Regions from separate parts of the Sus scrofa genome. Here region 2 is linked to region 1. The links are chromatin contacts, called in public Hi-C maps. All regions are on one chromosome and are shown on one strand. Each heading gives the region's core, a stretch centred on a gene start, on an enhancer-like site or on the middle of the called end of the contact. The rest is flanking DNA. Distances are from core to core; before and after follow the strand shown. Region 1 overlaps FAM114A1 (protein NOXP20). Region 2 holds the start of KLHL5 (kelch-like protein 5).

What was found. A called contact is a pair of places that touch in the nucleus more often than the background predicts.
Region 2: a Hi-C map of liver shows a contact between it and region 1, with 2.3 times the contacts expected there. The contact joins the promoter of KLHL5 here to the enhancer-like site in region 1. A contact is called at or near these places in 1 of 5 promoter capture datasets (fetal skeletal muscle), 2 of 47 Hi-C or Micro-C datasets (brain and liver) and 1 of 2 datasets of contacts at active chromatin or transcription factors (alveolar macrophages).

Annotation. Positions count from the first base shown.
Region 1 is chr8:30,239,657-30,242,853 of Sscrofa11.1, reverse strand. FAM114A1 (protein NOXP20) reads right to left here. Exons shown (of 15, transcript XM_003128921.6): 7 at 2,652-2,804. Among named protein-coding and RNA genes, the nearest start is that of MIR574, 49 kb to the right of the region's middle. Within about 2 kb of position 1,548, at least 5 of the 83 cell types and tissues checked have an H3K27ac peak or open chromatin away from gene starts, as enhancers often do. A contact at or near this core is called in liver, where this site is marked.
Region 2 is chr8:30,359,945-30,363,141 of Sscrofa11.1, reverse strand. It overlaps KLHL5 (kelch-like protein 5), which reads right to left and starts at 1,558. Exons shown (of 15, transcript XM_021101108.1): 1 at 1,467-1,558.

The sequences.
Region 1 (3,197 bases), core at 299-2,798:
CTTATACAACTCAACAGCAAAAAAAGCCAATAACCCAATGGAAAAATGGGCAAAAGACCTGAATAGACATTTCTCCAAAGAAGATATACAGATGGCCAACAAGCACATGAAAAAATGCTCAACATCCCTGATTATAAGAGAAATGCAAATCAAAACTACCATGAGATACCACCTCACACCAGTCAGAATGGCCATCATTAATAAGTCCACAAATAACAAGTGCTGGAGGGGCTGTGGAGAAAAGGGAACCCTCCTGCACTGTTGGTGGGAATGGAAACTGGTACAACCACTATGGAGAACAGTATGGAGGGACCTTAGAAATCTATACACAGAACTACCATATGACCCAGCAATCCTACTCTTGGGAATATATCCGGACAAAACTTTCCTTGAAGAAGACACATGCACCCACATGTTCATTGCAGCACTATTCACAATAGCCAAGACATGGAAACAACCCAAATGTCCATTGACAGATGACTGGAGTAGGAAGATGTGGTTTATATACACAATGGAATACCACTCAGCCATAAAAAAGAACAAAATAATGCCATTTGCAGCAACATGGATGGAACTAGAAACTCTCATCCTGAGTGAAGTAAGTCAGAAAGACAAATACCATATGATATCACTTATATCTGGAATCTAATACACAGCACAAATGAACCTTTCCACAGAAAAGAAAATCATGGACTTGGAGAATAGACTTGTGGTTGCCAAGGGAGAGAAGGAGGAAGTGGGATGGATTGGGAGCTTAGGGTTGATAGATGCAGACTACTGCCTTTGGAATGGATTAGCAATGAGATCCTGTTGTGTAGCACTGGGAACTATGTCTAGTCACTTATAATGGAGCATGAGAATGTGTGGAAATAGAATGTGTACATGTGTGTGTAACCGGGTCACCGTGCTGTACAGTAGAAGGAAAAATAATGTATTGGGGAAATTAAAAAAAAATTGAACAACAACAAAATAACATCTGTCTGGGAATTCCCGCTGTGGTGTAGTAGGTTAAAAATTCAGCCTTGCTGCAGCTGTGGCATAGGTTGCAGCTGCGGTTCAGATTCCATCCTTGGCCTGGAAATGTCCATGCTATGAGTGTGGCAAAAACAAAACCAAACAACAAAAATCTGCCTTTTTTTCCATTTAATTAAGGAATGAAATAAATTCTTTGATTTGTGTTCATGCGATATCTGTATGAGCCATGATTTTGCTTTAAAAAAATTATTGGTTAACAGTCTAACCACAACACTGTCAATGATGGCTTATGGATAACAAAAAAGGAAACATACTTAGTTCCTTGTAACTCTATAAGCTTGTGGGTGTGCCTGTGTCCATCATGTTGGGTCTTGGTTGTCTGCAATATGGCAGAGGTCACCTTTCGCTGACTAGGTGGGCTTAAGAATGTCTCAAACCCCTCAAAGTCCAACCAGAAGAGGGCAAAGCCTAGGGAGAGTCAAAAAATCACTGTTCCCTTCTAAGGCTCACTTCCAAGTTCAGCTTCCTGCCTGAGGACCTGCCTTCCCCAGTGACTGTCACTGGGATGGCCCACGGCTCCCCCCAGGAAGTCCAGAGGGACTGTCCTTTGGCCTCTCCTGGAAAAACACCCCAGGGTACAGTCAGCCTGACCTTCACACAAAGGAACTGTATATACAATTAATGGGTTAGTAGCTTTGAAGTGCTTTGATTAGTGATTATATAAAGAGCCATATAAGTGTTTGCTCAATAAAGACACATATACAATTGAGACACACACACAGAAACTTGAAAAAACAAAGAAGTCACCAACCCTGCTGATTTCGGCTTTTCATGTTTTGTGTTCTTGGGATCATAGCAGGAGAGCGAGAAGGTGTAGGGCCGGGAGGTAGTTTCCCAGAGTCGTGTTCAGGAGCATTGCAAAACAGAACTTTAACCCCCGGTAAGATAACCCTGCCCTCTGTGGCCCAGGCATTCCAGCAAATGGGTGAATAAATAACCCCATCGCCCAGAAAACTAAATATAGTAAAAGCTTGTGGTCTGAGCTGCTTTTTTTCCACTGGGTAGGAATGAAGAAGTGTCCTGGTAGGTCCCCTCTGATCTGGGTACCATGTCACCAAAGGGAGGCACAGGCCAGGCACTGACGGCCAGGTGTTTGAGCAGCCTTTGCACTGTGAGCGGGATTAGTGATGATTCCTATGGTGCTGGCCCTCTTGGGGCTGATGAGAGGGAACAGCTTGGCACAGGACAGAGATGAAATACTATGGAGCCCGAAGGGGTCATCAGGCTGTAGAGTACTGGTGACCTCAGCACCTAAAAATGAAATATTTTAGGAGCTCCTGTTATGGCTCAGTGGAAACGAATCTGACTAGCATCCATGAGGTCGCGGGTTCGATTCCTGACCTCGTTCAGTGGGTTAAGGATCAGGCATTGCCGTCAGCTGTGGTGTGACTCGGCTCAGAGCCCACATTGCTGTGGCTCTTGTGTAGGCTGGTGGCTACAGATCCAATTTGGCCCCTAGCCTGGGAACCTCCATATGCTGTGGGTGTGGCCCTAAAAAGACAAAAAGATTTTTTGAAAATTAAAAAAAAATGAGATATTTTAATCACAGATTTTCTTTCATGTTTAAGAAAACACATTCGTGAACATGCTACTTCCAATGGCTGGGACAGTCATACCTTGCCTTCACTTTCATTGGACAGGATTTCCAGGGCTTCCAGGTGTGACAAACCTTGATACTCATCAAACAGCATCCCATAGTGCGCGGTCCTCTCGGCTGTGAGCTGCTGGGCCAGCCTCTGCTTCTCCTTCTCCTTGGCTTCCCGCAGCATCTGCACAAATATGCAATGTTTGCACATGAGATGGACGCTTCAAAGCCCCATTTTCTGTGCAAGATGTAGGAGGAGATGAGCCCTGACTTGGTACTTATGAAGAGTACATTCGAGTCACTTTGGAGTTTCTAAAAAAGGATTTGTGATTGATTTTACTCAAAAAATTTTACATAATATTCTACTGTGAATTTTTCCTGCTCATATGTACATAACAAACAAAGCAAAAATGCTATGCCCAAGAACAGAACTGGAAAGAAGCAGAGCAAAAGCTGAACAGTGGTTTCCACAGAAGTGTTTTCCACATGCGTGATTAATCTTATTTTTTAAAATATCCAAATTTTCTAACACGAGCAAGTTGTGTACCCTGGGAAATGTGAATCTATTGTGACGGGG
Region 2 (3,197 bases), core at 309-2,808, 120 kb before region 1:
AATTCATCACTTTCTGTAGGGATATTTTAAAAATGTTGTCAACTGCATCACAACAGTTTCCTTTTTTATTACGGCCCATGGACAATGTTCCTCTCAGACTTCATTAGTAAAAAAAAAGCCCTGTTTAGGCAGAAGAACTGGTTTGCTTTTATCTTGGAATTAGAAACACACCGAAACTTACTTTATTCCTTTCATTTTTTGCCCTGGGCTGCTTCTCGGAAAAGCCCAGAGCCAAAACTCTGACTCACTTCAACTACAGGATCTGATAGTAGGCACTTGGTATTATCTTATCCTTGACTTTGTAGTCTTTTTTCCCCACTGCTCTGCCTCAATTTTCTCATTTAGTTTTGTTTTGCGATACAGTACCATATGGACCCTAAGTTGCTTTAAATCATTTTTGAAACTACCTATTGTATGTATTAAGTTCTATTCTCTTACAATTTCATATTGATTTCTCTCTACTTGTCCCATTCCCCCACAATATCAGTGTCAGCTTTGTGTAATAGTATTTACAGTTATGACAAGCCAATAGAACATAAATATTCACAATAAAATCAAATTTGCAATGTTTAAAACCAGGAAAAAAATCATTAATGGTTTTTCAGTGGTCTAATAACCAAAAAGAATTATTAAATTGTTTTCTAAAGGGAAAAGACAATTACCATTTATTGGGTACCAGAAACTGCTAGGCGCTTAGTACACAACAGTTTCATTTTTTTTTTTTAAAGCAGAAGGGATGTTGGTATATACATACTCTCTGGAAAGATGCACAAGAAACTAGTAATACTGGTGGGTGGGGAGAGAGGTTTTGTATACCTCTTTCATAGTTTTTGAATTTTGTGAATGTATCAATTATTCAATAATATTTTTTAAAATGGAACGATAATAAAGAGGGCAGAAATGCTTTACTCTTTGATACAGCAAACTTTCTTCGTCAGCTTCTGATCCAATTATGCACTGATGCCAAATGAAAAAGTTTCGACCAGACATGCCGGGTTTTATTGAAATAAAGTCCCCTTTTGAGGGTGAGGCAACTAACTCCTTTAAAACTTAGATTATGATAGCCTGCGGGTAACAATTTAAAAAAATCCGATATGGTTTCCAGTTTGTTTTATTGATACAAGAGTACGGGGAGAAAGCGCTGATTCTGGACAGCGGTACACGCCTCTGCCGTTTGGCCACAGACGCCGCATCCAGAACTTTGCACAACTCAAGGGCGGCCCAGACGCCGCTCTGGGGCTCTCGGCTGCCGGACCAGGGTTCGAGCCCCGGGCGCGGCTAGGGGAGGTCCCCGCCCGGCCCACCCCTCCAGACCGAGGCGCCCCGGGACCGCCTGCAGTAGGGCCCCACGGGCTTGGGCTGCCGCGGCCGGGCGGAAGGGTCGCGTGGGATCGGGAAGCGGGCCTCCGCGCGCGGCTGGCCAGCCGCTGCCCCCTCCCCGACGCCCAGAAGAAAGTCGCACTTACCGCGTCGGGCTCCGGAGGCGGCCGGGGGGGAGGGTCACAGGCGGTGGGGGGGCGACCGGGCGGGAGGAGGAGGGAAGGCGGGGAGCGGGGGCCGGCAGGCGGAGGAGAGGGATGCTCGGCCCCTGGGGCGCCCCCAGCCCCTTCCTAGATGCCTCACCCCCGGCGCCGGCCAGCCGGGAGCGGGCCACTCCTCCTCCGTCAGCTGTACCAGGCCAGCGGGGAGAAACTCTTCCGGCAGCCCGGGAGGGGGCGAGCGCGCGCCTGGGGGTCGGGAGCCTGCTGGCGCGTCTGTCCCTGCGCGGCGCAAGAAGCGGCCCGCTCCAAGCGGATGCCCGCCCCGCCCCCTCCCGCCAGGCCCCGCCCCCTCCTCGCCCGCCCCGCTGGCCCCGGGAGACCGCCACTGCCGCCGCGCTGGCGGCTTCTCTTCCCCAGCGAACGGCTCCGCGAACCGCCAGGGCCCGGGGTAGGGAGCGAAGAAGGGGAAGGGGCGGAGACAAGGAGGGGAGGGGAGGGCTGCGGCGAGGGGAGCCTGTGGGGGAGGGGGACGTCAGGCTGGGCGGGGCTCTGGCCGAGGGGGCGGGGCGCGGAGGACCTGACAAAGATTCTGGTTGTTCCCCCCCCGCCTCTTGAAACTGGGTTAAGGGGTAATTCCTGGGGGTGGAAGTTTAGGAAGAGGTCCCTCTGCAGGGCTGGAAGGCGATCAGAGAGCTGGCCTGTGTTTTTTGCTGCTTTGAAGAACAAGACTCTGTTGTCCTAGAGCTTTGGAAGAACTCATAAAGAGTTGCCTCTCTTCTCCAGACCCTGCAACCCTAACTGTGCAATACTCTGATAATTATTCTGCTCCGGTAGTGGTTTGTCTATGTTGTGCCATGGCAATTATGATCCTCCACGCTGTGGCCATAATCATTGTTTTCCAGTGGTGGGGTGATAGGAATTCCACAAAAGTTGGTTTCTTATTTATTTCTCTAGCCAATATATATTGATGTATATATATGCTAGATGCTAAGAATAATAATAACTACTTTATTGAGCGCCAAACACAACTCTAAAGCGCTTTACAGATGTTAACTCAATACAGCTAAGGTCCCTCCCCCACAGAGGTTCATGGCGGGTAAGGGAGGGGAAAGGGTTTCCTTAGTTTGTCTCCGAGAGACGTGTAAAGGAATTCGCTTGCTTTTTGTTCAGCGTAATGCTTATATTCATTATTTACAGATTCTGTGTTTGCTATTCTGAGCTATCGCTCTCTTGTCCGTGTGGGTTGAATGTGGTCAGTCCTTCCAAAATGACATTTGCTCAGGAGATCTTCAGTATGTGTCCGTGTTGAAAACCCAAAGTAAGCAAATGGTCCAGAAGACTGATGGGTCAATTCACTATGGGAATAACTTAACCAAATTGTGGCAACACCTTTGGGTGGCTGGGATCTATTTTTAGGCTTCCATTTGGGGCAGTGGTGAGAAAAAGCAATATAATGTAAAACAATGAAGCACTGACATGGACTCCTAGTTCAGAGGGAAGTGGATGGGCTGATAGAAAACTGTTACAATTGGGAAGAGATACTTCACAAAAGCTACCACTGAGGGCTCCACCTGGAAGAGACTCCCCGCTCCCTCTTTACAATAACACCTAACTGTGTGGATAAAAATTACTTCAGTAGAATTAAGTACAAGAGACAGCTGTGTAAACCCATAGCTTGAATTTTGGGAATTTGGTACTATTTTTTCAACCCGCATT